Regions from separate parts of the Sus scrofa genome. Here regions 1, 2 and 4 are each linked to region 3. The links are chromatin contacts, called in public HiChIP or PLAC-seq maps. All regions are on one chromosome and are shown on one strand. Each heading gives the region's core, a stretch centred on a gene start, on an enhancer-like site or on the middle of the called end of the contact. The rest is flanking DNA. Distances are from core to core; before and after follow the strand shown. Region 1 overlaps LONP2 (lon protease homolog 2, peroxisomal). Region 2 has its middle 28 kb from the start of SIAH1. Region 3 overlaps N4BP1 (NEDD4-binding protein 1). Region 4 overlaps LONP2 (lon protease homolog 2, peroxisomal).

The links. HiChIP or PLAC-seq counts read pairs in DNA pulled down with a chosen protein or histone mark.
Region 1: an H3K27ac HiChIP or PLAC-seq map of skeletal muscle shows a contact between it and region 3. The contact joins two enhancer-like sites. A contact is called at or near these places in 5 of 47 Hi-C or Micro-C datasets (embryonic fibroblasts, epiblast stem cells, retroperitoneal adipose tissue and 1 more) and 2 of 2 datasets of contacts at active chromatin or transcription factors (alveolar macrophages and skeletal muscle).
Region 2: an H3K27ac HiChIP or PLAC-seq map of skeletal muscle shows a contact between it and region 3. The contact joins two enhancer-like sites. A contact is called at or near these places in 3 of 47 Hi-C or Micro-C datasets (retroperitoneal adipose tissue and skeletal muscle) and 2 of 2 datasets of contacts at active chromatin or transcription factors (alveolar macrophages and skeletal muscle).
Region 4: a contact with region 3 is called in an H3K27ac HiChIP or PLAC-seq map of skeletal muscle. The contact joins two enhancer-like sites. A contact is called at or near these places in 1 of 5 promoter capture datasets (liver), 1 of 47 Hi-C or Micro-C datasets (embryonic fibroblasts) and 2 of 2 datasets of contacts at active chromatin or transcription factors (alveolar macrophages and skeletal muscle).

The regions. Positions count from the first base shown.
Region 1 is chr6:36,376,046-36,378,760 of Sscrofa11.1, reverse strand. LONP2 (lon protease homolog 2, peroxisomal) reads left to right here. Exons shown (of 15, transcript XM_005664451.3): 13 at 624-831; 14 at 1,218-1,408. Among named protein-coding and RNA genes, the nearest start is that of SIAH1, 40 kb to the right of the region's middle. Within about 2 kb of position 1,315, at least 9 of the 83 cell types and tissues checked have an H3K27ac peak or open chromatin away from gene starts, as enhancers often do. A contact at or near this core is called in skeletal muscle, where this site is marked.
Region 2 is chr6:36,308,176-36,310,875 of Sscrofa11.1, reverse strand. No RefSeq gene overlaps it. Among named protein-coding and RNA genes, the nearest start is that of SIAH1, 28 kb to the left of the region's middle. Within about 2 kb of position 1,270, at least 31 of the 83 cell types and tissues checked have an H3K27ac peak or open chromatin away from gene starts, as enhancers often do. A contact at or near this core is called in alveolar macrophages, retroperitoneal adipose tissue and skeletal muscle, where this site is marked.
Region 3 is chr6:36,172,860-36,175,559 of Sscrofa11.1, reverse strand. N4BP1 (NEDD4-binding protein 1) reads right to left here. Exons shown (of 7, transcript XM_003126990.5): 7 at 1-2,338. The coding sequence ends at 1,981. Among named protein-coding and RNA genes, the nearest start is that of N4BP1, 52 kb to the right of the region's middle. Within about 2 kb of position 1,284, at least 16 of the 83 cell types and tissues checked have an H3K27ac peak or open chromatin away from gene starts, as enhancers often do. A contact at or near this core is called in alveolar macrophages, retroperitoneal adipose tissue and skeletal muscle, where this site is marked.
Region 4 is chr6:36,402,412-36,405,111 of Sscrofa11.1, reverse strand. The region is part of intron 11 of LONP2 (lon protease homolog 2, peroxisomal); the gene reads left to right. Among named protein-coding and RNA genes, the nearest start is that of ABCC11, 58 kb to the left of the region's middle. Within about 2 kb of position 1,316, at least 16 of the 83 cell types and tissues checked have an H3K27ac peak or open chromatin away from gene starts, as enhancers often do. A contact at or near this core is called in alveolar macrophages and skeletal muscle, where this site is marked.

The DNA of each region.
Region 1 (2,715 bases), core at 66-2,565, 200 kb before region 3:
GTTGGCAGCTTCTCAAGGCATGTTGGAAAGAGGGTTTCTACTTCCTGCCTACAAATTCACGATTGCCTAACATGAAGTCGGGCTCTGGAGTATTTATAACTATGCAGCCCAATGAAAACAATTTTTTTGTTTTTTATAGGGCCGCACCCACAGCATGTGGAAGTCCCCAGGCTAGGGGTCGAATGGATCCGAACCACGTCTGTGACCTACACCGCAGTTCACGGCAACGCCAGATCGTTAACCCCCTGAGCAAGGCCAGGGATCGAACATGCATCCTCATGGATACTAGACGGATTCGTTCCGCTGTGGCCAGCGGGAGCTCCCCTGATGAAAATATTTAGATAAAGCAATTGAGTTTATTCCTTGAAAATTAGGGTCTGTGTAACTCGATGTGGTACTTAAGAATCAGAGTTGCTCACACCTATTTTTATGCTTCTGATAAATGCCCATGAGGGAAGTTTAGTTTGCCTTCTGGCAAAAAGCCCTCCGGGGCCCCAGTCATGTGCTTTGGGGTGCAGCTTTAGCCCGCCGCACAAGCACATGCCCTTGCAGTAGGTCAGCCTGGAAAGATCTGGGCTCCTGTTGGCCTTAGGCGATCATTTTCCTCGATTCTCTCTCGAAAGGTGTCTGAGCGCTTGAGTCAACCAGGAGTGGCGATTGGCTTGGCCTGGACCCCCCTGGGTGGGGAAATTATGTTCGTGGAGGCGAGTCGCATGGACGGCGAGGGCCAGTTAACTCTGACTGGCCAGCTCGGGGACGTCATGAAGGAGTCGGCCCATCTCGCCATCAGCTGGCTCCGCAGCAATGCCAAGAAATACCATCTGACCAACGGTGAGCAGCCTGCCCTCGGCGGGGGTGCAGCTGCGGGCAGAGCGCCTTGGGATCATCCCGGGCTCTGTGACAGAGACTAAGAGGAGCCCTCAGCGGTCAGTTACACCTTAAAGCACAGACCATTGCTTTGGAACCGCACGGAGATTCTAGTTCCACGTGGACCGGCACCTGAGCTGGAAACTGATTCCAAGGGTTTGTTTTTCATTCCCTTTGGAAGAGAAGGAAACCGTGCTTCCAGACCCCACTTGACTTGCACTGCCCGTTACTATTTTGAAGGAGTTATATGCCCCAAACATTCCTGTTTATCTCTTTGATTTTCTCTTACGGGAGCGAACGAAAACAGGTTGAATGTTTCTACATTAAACTCCTTTCTTCCTTTTTTCAAGCTTCTGGAAGTTTTGATCTTCTTGAGAACACAGACATCCATCTGCACTTCCCAGCTGGAGCTGTCACAAAAGATGGACCATCTGCTGGCGTTACCATAGCAACCTGTCTCGCCTCACTTTTTAGTGGGCGGCTGGTGCGTTCAGATGTAGCCATGACTGGTGAAATCACACTGCGAGGTCTCGTTCTCCCAGTAAGTACGAAGAAACCTGTTTGTGTGGTTTTTAAATTAATAGTGGTTTGCCTTCTTCCTGTGACTGTCTTCGTTTTAAAACACATATTGAATTTTTATATCTGTAATTCGTATTTTTAAATGTTGATCAAATAAAGGAAAAACCGAAACATTTTCCCCACGTTTTCTCTTCTAAGAAAGACTGGCTGAGGGGAAAAAAAATAGATCAGTCTGGTCATCAGAAAGATCAGCTGTTCAGGTGAGGAGTTGAGGCTTTGTTCTAGTTGTTAATATAGAGCATATGCGTAAAATAGGATGGTAGCTATTTTTAAAACTTAAGCCCAGTTCTCAGCCTTTTGAAGTTCCTCTGAGACCTCCTCCCCTCCTATAGATAACTTGGGTTAGGTTGATAGATTGATGGAAAGAATTAAAGAAAAGAAGTAGTACAATACAGTAAAGACTACCATGTCTCATTGTTAAATTTTGAAAACGTTGTGTACATATGGGGCTTTGGGGCCCCAGTCCATATTGTAACTACTTATAAAAACACTGAAAAATGCATAGAACTTGAGAGATGGTTTAGAAGGTTAAGTCACTCGTCAGCAGTACCAGGCTACAAGAAAGTTTTAGTGGGTTCATAGCAAAATGAGAAGAAAAAAAAAAAAAAAAAAGTTTTGCTCTGAGAACACCTTTCTTTTATGAGGTAATGGTGAAGTAGACAGTCACTAATTAAGGTCACTAAAAATGCTCTCGGTTCCCTAATTTTTTTTAATTGAATTGAACCAGAAAGTCATGCCCTAACGCTTATTCACTGTGACCTGTCCTCCACCTGTACTGCAAAGGAAAGTGGCTCTCCTCGCCTTAACCCAGCAGCTGTGGACAGTAGGGGCTTAAGACTGGCTGTGCCGCCGAAAGGAAGTGAGCAAGTGCTCCGCTGGCCGCACGCTCCCAGGTTTGCCATAGTTCAGAATGGCCCGCTAAGCGGAGAATAAAGGGAATCACTAAGTACTAGGGGTGTAACGCACAACACGGTAAATATAATGAACACTGCTGTGTGTTAATATGAAATGTGTTAACAGAGTAAATCCTAGGAGTTTTCCTCACAAGGAAAATAGTTTTCTCCTATTTCTTTAATTTGGTATCTATATGGGATGATGGATGTTCACTCAGCTTTCTGGGATAATCACTTCGTGGTGGGTGTAAGTCAGATCACTATACTGTGTACTTTAAACTTATACAGTGCTGTATGTTGGTTATATCTCAATACAATTGGAAGGGAAAAAAAAAAGAATAAAAGGAATCCATTCAAACGGTCAAAAGTGAGTGGG
Region 2 (2,700 bases), core at 21-2,520, 140 kb before region 3:
GCCAAGTGGATATGATTTGGGGGAGAAGAAAGGAGCTGATTCTAATGAAGAAGTCTAGGTCCCAGGGGAGCAGACACATGCAAAAACATGAAATTTCATGAAAACCCATAAACATCCACATAGAGAGTGGGATGCAAGCAGGGAAACTCTAGCAGGTGGGTTGCAGGATGCTGCTGGGGCCAATCCTGCAGCTCATATCACAGAGTTTCTGCTTCATGTCACATATGGGGAGCCATCAGAGAGCAAACAGATCTGAGCAAACAGATCTGATCGGTGCCTGAGCAAGACTGACTGTTAACTCCAAGAGGGACCTCGGAGGGCCGAGAGGGGCATCAGGGGACAGTGAGAGGCTGTGGCAGTTCCCCAGGTGATGGGTGATCCGGGCTTTGGTCATGCTGGCTCGAGTGTAGAGAGAAGAAGGGAACTGGAGATTTATTCTGGGAAGGAAATCCACAGGACTAGCTATTGAGAGGAGAAACAAGAAAGAGTAAAAAGAATTGTTTTGCTTGAGCACCAGGTGGGGTTATTTATTTAATGAAATGGTAAAAACTGGGAAGGGAGGAGCTGGTGTGCTCAGGATGGAGTGAGAAAATAAGCCAAAAATTGGAATGCTTATAAAAAGCTATGCCTGGGGCCAGCCTAGACCCCTTCAAGAGCACAAGGGCTCAGGGTGGACCAGACATGGGACTCCCCGACTTAAAACTCTCTGCGGCTTCCTCATGCCTAAAGCACCCGTGGTCACCTGTGCCTGTGTTTCTGAGTCACCTGTGAGCCCTCTCGAAGCGGGTGGCCTCCTACATAGCTCAAGAGCAGAGGCCTCTCCCTCAGGACACAGAATTGGCCCTTGGCGGGGTGGTTGCCTCTGGGAGTTTACCAGGCGCTGTTTACACCCTCAAAGTCTTCTGCTCACAAAGTAATTGTATACAGATTATAAAAATTCGAATGATACAGAAAGGTTTTTTTTTTTTTAAAAAGGAACAAAACCTTGGAGAGGGCAAGGCCCATCCAGTCCCCCTGGCCCCTCATACTCATATTTACTCCGACCAAAGGGGGTCTAACTGGCCAGATCTGGGATCTGAAAATGGTACATCCTTTCCTGACAGCACCCGGGCTTGCCAGCAGACAGCCGGGCGCTGGCAAACACCCTCCGTAAGTCACTCGGGGGAAAGTTGAGAAGGCCTGAAATTCCAAGAAGGTGTAGGAACTGCAGTGTCAGGAGGGGAAGTCTGCGAGCCCATGCTGTGTGATTAGCCAACCTGCCGAAATATGTTCAGGGCCAGTAGCCAGGGCCACCTCCTCAGAGGCTTGGAGGGCAGAAGCTCTGAGTGAGTCAGGAAGTCTGCAAATATTCTAACTACTTTCACTTTTAAAAGTCAACATTCCAATGATTTTTAAATAGATCATCCATGTCCACAGTAAAAAATAAAATTCCAATATTGCAAAAGGTCTACAGGAAAAAGGAATTCTCCCTCCCATCCCTGTCCTGTTACAAGATGTCCTGTTTCTTTCCAGGAACTGAGCTGTGTGCAGGGACCTGGCCCCTCCTTTTCCCTCTAGTGGAGCCATATATGGCTTCATGGCCCTTCCTTCTGCCCTTCTCACCTGCAGTTGAGTCGAAGGCCCTTACTCTGTCTACTGTGCAGCGCATGACCGTCCGTGGGCACCTGGCTAAGCGCTTAGTGGCTCTGCCCATGGTGGTGTTACCTAAGATCCTGGATGGAATGATTCTTGAAATAGTTGGGTTGCAGGACATGAGAGCCAATGGTTAGATCTGTGCCAAAAACATACACATTTGGAGTTCCCTTGTGGCTCCGTGGGTTAAGAACCCGACATAGTGTCCATGAAAGTGCGGGTTTGATCCCTGGCATGGCTCAGTGGGTTAAGGATCCGGTGTTGCCACAAGCTTTGGCATAGGTCACAGATGTGGCTCAGATCTGGTGTTGCTTTGTCTGTGGTGTTGGCCGGCAGTGCAGCTCCAACTTGACCCCTAGCCTGGGAATGTCCATATGCTGCAGGTGCGGCCCTAAAAAGAAAATGAACAAAGAAACATACAAATTTCATACGACTACTTCTTGGTGATTCATAGGAGTGAAGGAAAGAGAAGATGTATGAATACCCTCACTAATAGACTGACCCCTATTCGCTCTGCCTCTGTCTTTGTCTCTCTTTCTCCTCCCTCTCCCTTCCCTCCCAATCTTCCATAGATCCTACAAGTAGACAGAAAGCCTGATCTGATTTCTTTACCTTCTGGCTGATCCAAGGTAGTGGGCATGTTTTGTTTTGTTTTGTTTTGTTTTGTTTTTGCTTTTTAGGGCTGCACTCATGCCATATGGAGGTTCCCAGGCTAGGGATCTAATTGGAGCTACAGCTGCTGGCCCCAGCAACACCAGATCCGAGCCATGTCTGCAACCTACATCACAGCTCACAGCAACATCGGATCCTTAACCCACTGAGTGCGGCCAGGGATTGAACCCACAACCTCATGGTTCCTAGTTGGATTCCTTTCTGCGGAGCCATGACGGGAACTCCCAAGGTAGTGGTTTTGTGAAGAAGTTCTCTGCCAAATTCATTTATTCTACAAATTCATTCATTCCACAGATTCATTCCACAAATTCCGAGTGTCAGAGAGGGAACAGTGTTCACACAAGCCTGACGTGCCTACACTTTGTAGAGCCTACAGTGTAGTTGGGGAGGCAGGCG
Region 3 (2,700 bases), core at 35-2,534:
TCACACCTCATCATCTGCATTTCTTCCTTCCTGTACCCAAGAATGAGGAAAGGGGCAGAAAGAGCTCTCAGAAACAATACTAAGACCTTGGAAGTTCACATATGCAAAGGCCAAGTCACTTCTAGATTCCAGAAAACTCCTGACCTCTAGGTATCAGTGGAGGCTCCACCCCCTTCCAGGAAGACCTGCGATGAAGCCCTGGCAACCGAGACACACCCCCTGGGTCCTTCTCTGAAACTGGAGGGCTGGATTGGCAAGGCCACGGGCCCAAACCTTGACCTGGAAGGTCGGAGTCACTGCAGACGGCCCTAGCCCTCAACAGTCTGCTGTCATTTTTAAAAACCACCAGTTGTGAAGCTGAGGCACAGGTGCTGTGACTGAAGTCACTTCCTGGCCAGACTCGAGTCTTCTCACTCCACATCCGAAGCTGGGTGGGTGCCTCGGCCCAACCTGCTCCACAGCTGACAACCAATTTCACGGCATGGTGCAGCTTAAGAGCAGCCAGGAGTAAAGAGAGCTGAAGCACAAGGCTGGCCACCTGCAGGACTCTGGACTCACCCCCCGAGGGGTGTGGGGATCACACATGCCTGGAGGGAGCACTGTGGGGAGCCACCCACATCGCTCATGGCCGACGAAGTCCTCTCACCACGAAGAACAAACCAGCACCAAGGCCTCGGCAGCGTTTCGGGGGCCAGAAGAGAAGTGAGCTACAGGGCAGATGTAAAACTGACCGTGAGCAGCCTGTGGAGGGAACAGGTATAAAATACAAAGCCCTTTGAAGGTCAGGAGAACACTCAAGATGTTAGGAATTAATTTTCCAGAAAAAGAATTTCACTGACACAAAACATTGGGCCACACTGAAAACACAATACTGAGATATCTGTTCTGAGAAAGACTCAGGGGAAAGGCAGCTTAGGAGGACACTAGAGACAAACACAGGAAAAATAAATACGGGGCTCTGGGCCCCCACAGAAGCGACTGATGCTATTTACTGGCTTGGGTCATTTTTGAGAATAGAAAACCTTTTTTTTTTTTCTTTTTTTTTTTTTTTTGGCAAAGCTGCACAAACTTCATATGGGGCATTTCCCATGGTTGTGGACACAAAAGTACTCTCACAATGAGGCTCTTCACTTGACTTCCTCACACCTCACTATTACCTCAGAAGCGAAGACGTGACTTCTAGAGTCCGTCAGGGACAGCAAGCCCTGGACAGGAGTCCGGTCCACAGCTGTGGACTTGGGTGCGTCCAGACGGGGGCACTCTGAGCCCAGCTCCCTCTGCTGCAGGGAGGAGGGAAGAGGGGCTGGACTAGATGGACTCTAGTTTCTTCCAGCCCTGATACTCTATGCGGCCACCTTTGCCCTGGTCACTAATAATGGCTGAGTACAAGGTGCCATCTAGTGGCACCACTGGTCCACTCTCACAAATGGCTCCAACGACAAGACCCCAGAGAAGGCAAGTTAACTCCAAGGGCTCTAATTCCAGGGGTGAGGGTAGAGGAAGCTGGGAGGGATGAGCACGCTGCATGTTAGTGGACGTGACATAGTCATCTCAAGAAAATATACTTTAAGAGGTCTTGCTTTCCCTAAGAAAGCAACTTTTTTTTTTTTTTATTTAGAAAGGCTAATCATATCCATTTGTCAATATTTTCAGCGTTAAGGAAAATAGTTTAAAAAACATAAAAATGTAAGTACACTCAAGAGTAACTGCTATTAAACAGTTCTGAACAGGCAGAAAATGTAGACTTTCCTTTTACAGAAAATGTTAAATCTGTAATAGCAGCATAATTTATATATAGAAAAAAAGCTGGTTTTGAAAACCCAGATTTTTTTTATACACAGAACATCTGTTTTTTTTCTATACACTACAACAGCATTTCCACTGGGAAATTGGTTTCTTCACATTACGTCACTTGCGGCTGTGCCGTGCGGATACCAGCGCGAGTGCGTCCTCAGCCCTGAGCCCCAGCTCCTGACAGCTTCAGTCCAACACCATGGCGGAGAGCGCGTTCAGATCTTTCATGTACGGATGAGCTGCTAAGATCTGGTCGATTTTCAGTCTTTGCTCTGAGTCAGGGAAGATCTTCAGAAGGGCTTCCCTCAGCTCGTTGGTTTCGGCAGCAGATCGCTGTGCTGGCATGGGCAAGTTCTGCTGGATGCTGGACAGGTTCGACAACAGCGGGAAGCGGGGTTGCTGAGGAAGCCAGTGGCTGGGTGGCGTGCCCTGGATCCGGGCCGGAGGCTGATGGCTGGTGCTGCCTGCCTGAGGGCCAGGGACTCTGAAGTTGGGGTCAAATATGCCCACATTTGGCAGGGCGTTGAGCAGGGGCTGCATATCTCTGTGAATGGAAGCAAGTCCTGGTGAGCTGGGTTATAAGTAAGAAATCTGTCTGAAAACACCAGCTGCTGACCTTGAGGCTCAAGGGGCTCCTGCTCCCGGGCCTCTGAAGGCAAGATGTAGGACTGCAGCCACAGCACACCTGGCAGCTGCCCACAGAGGGGCCCGCCGGGATGCCACTGACACCAACTCCAGACTGCTCTTGACAGGGAATGATGGCTCTTCACGAGCAACTCCACCTCCCTGGCCTGCTGCTGGGAAGACTGGCCGACCTGGCTGCCTGGCTCTAGATCAGGCGCACAAGAGTCACCTGGGAGCTTTCAAAAGATCTGGAAACAGGGCCCGTGTCTTCTTCGGAATCTG
Region 4 (2,700 bases), core at 67-2,566, 230 kb before region 3:
ATTTACCTAAGTCTTAATACATGTTTTTAAGTGTGTTAATAGTTTTCAGTGGCGAGCTTTTGTATATTTTTTCTTTAGATGTATTCTTAGTTAATCTTTGTATGTGCATGTATTATCATAAATAGTATTTTTTTTTTTTTTTTTGGTCCTTTGTCTTTTTAGGGCCACACCCTAGGCAAACAGAGGTTCCCAGGCTAGATAGAGGTCTAATCAGAGCTGGAGCTGGAGCTGCCAGCCTTCTCCAGAGCCACAGCAACGCCCGATCCAAGCCACATTTGTGACCTACACCACAGCTCAGGGCAATGCCGGATCCTTCACCCACTGAGCGAGGCCAGGGATCGAACCTGCAACCTCATGGTTCCTAGTCGGATTCATTTCCACTGCGCCACGACGGGAACTCCCTAAATAGTGTTTTTAATTTTTCATTTGCTAACTTTTTTGGTTTCTAGTGTATGGAAACACTGTATTGACTGGTATCCGGCAGACTTGCCAAATTGCCTTCTTAATTCCAACTGTGGATTCTTTTGGATTTTCTTTATATACCGTCGGTTAACCACAAATGCAGATAGTGTCAGTGTTCACTTTTTCCTTTCTGCTCACTATACCTTTGATTTCAGTTCTTTCCTAATGAACTAGCTGGGCCCTCCAGGAAGATGTCGAGCGGAAATAGTGGGAATAGACAAAGGAGGCAGGGCAAAAGCCTACAGAGAGTTACCAGCCTCTGCAGCCTTTGCTTTGTACCTTTGGTTCATCACCTGATTGACTGTTAGAAAATCTCAGTTGAGGAGTTCCCATCGTGGCGCAGTGGTTAACGAATCCAACTAGGAACCATGAGGTTGCGGGTTCGATCCCTGGCCTTGCTCAGTGGGTTAACGATCCGGTGTTGCCGTGAGCTGTGGTGTAGGTTGCAGATGCGGCTCAGATCCTGCGTTGCTGTGGCTCTGGCGTAGGCCGGCGGCTATAGCTCCGATTCGACCCCTAGCCTGGGAACCTCCATATGCCACAGGAGCGGCCCAAGAAATAGCAAAAAGACAAAAAAAATTTAAAAAAAAAGAAAATCTCAGTTGAGTAGGATTCCCAGTAGCTCTTTGGTTTGATGGGTGTGGTTCCTAAGTCCCTTCCCAACGTTCCCCAGTAAACACTAAGTCTCGCCTGTTGGACTTGGTGCACAGATGCATCTTTATAACCTTAGCTATCTACTTCCCAGTCTGCAGGAAAATAGAAGCTGCAGATTGGAAAAGGGCTAAATGGTTGGGTGGTATGAGTCATAAGCAGTAGGATTTGATGTCAGTGAAAACATGCCTCTCCTCTCAGGATGGATGCCTGGGGCCCCTTCTGACCACGAAATAGTGGGCTGGCCAGACCACAGATGTAACTCTAGGACAGTTTCTGTAGTTCAGTCCAGATCCTGGTTTGACAGAGTTGCATTTTGACATGTATTGTTTCTCTGATATGTGTGCCTTTATGTAGGACAGTGAAATCAACCAAACAGTGGCAGACGGCAGATAGAATAGCCTGAATTTGGGGGTATATCCTTTCCAGACAACTCCACAGTTAAAAATGCATCAAAATGAAATAGTCAAAGTTTACAGCACTAGTTCTCCCTCATTAATTGTAATTCTCCGGGTCACCACTCTTGGCTCTCAGCAAGAATATGCTGGCTGGAGAAGAGGCATCCTGCCTGCTGCTGGGCTTGGGGGTGGGGCCTGCGGATGCCGAGGGGAGAGCCTCTATCTGACGGGCCTTCCTTGGGTCCAGTTCTTGGGAGGAATCAACTTCTGTCCGGGCTACTTTCAGGGCTCTTTGTTGTGGCTTCCTGCCATTGACTTCTCCAGCCCTAAGCATGCGTGACAATGGTTATTTTAAGCATGGCTCCTTTGTAACCAAAACAGGAAGCTGTTCCTGCAGGAGAAACAAGTGCTTTTGATCCTTGCAGCTCTTTTTTTTTTTTTTTTTCCCCCAACTAGTCTCCAAATCTGAAGCCCATCCATTCTCTTCTCTGATGTCATGAATTTCTTTTATTAATAGAAAATACTATATATAATGTTTTCAGGAAATAGCCTCTGAGCTTTGTGTAGCTTTCAGCAAAATTGTTTGGTCTGTGACTTCTTGGAGCAGTCTTCTAATCGTTGCAGGATCTGTCCCGTCATTTTTTTGATTTTTGCATTCTTCAATGCTGTCTAACAAATTGCCCCGAAACTTATTAAAGCGGTTAACAGACATTTATCATCTCACTATATCTGGTGGGTTGGGCATCCAGGAGCGGTTTAGGTGGGTAGTTCTGGCTCCAGACCTCTCATGAGGTTCTGGTCAAGCTCTTAGCCAAGTGGAGGTTCCAGCTCAGGGAAGGGATCCGCTTCCAAGCTCGCTTGAGTAGCTGTTAGCCGAAAAGAGTTCTAAGACCTGATTCCAACATGCGTGTGGAAGCTTCCCCACATGGGCAAACAGTTCTGGGATGCCAGCTGGATGTCCAGGAATTCAGCGCAGCTCTGACACTCCCACCTGGAGACAGCATCAGATTCTACCGGCAAAGGGCTCAGCCTCTAAGACTGCCCTCTACTCAGAGGTTAGTCCCAAGGTTATGTTCCCTGTACATCTGGCCAACTGGCTCAGATTGGAGGTTCGCCCGACCCCTTCCTTGGGCTTGATTAACTTGGTGGAATGGCTCAGAACTAAGGAGAGCCCCCCCTTTACACACCA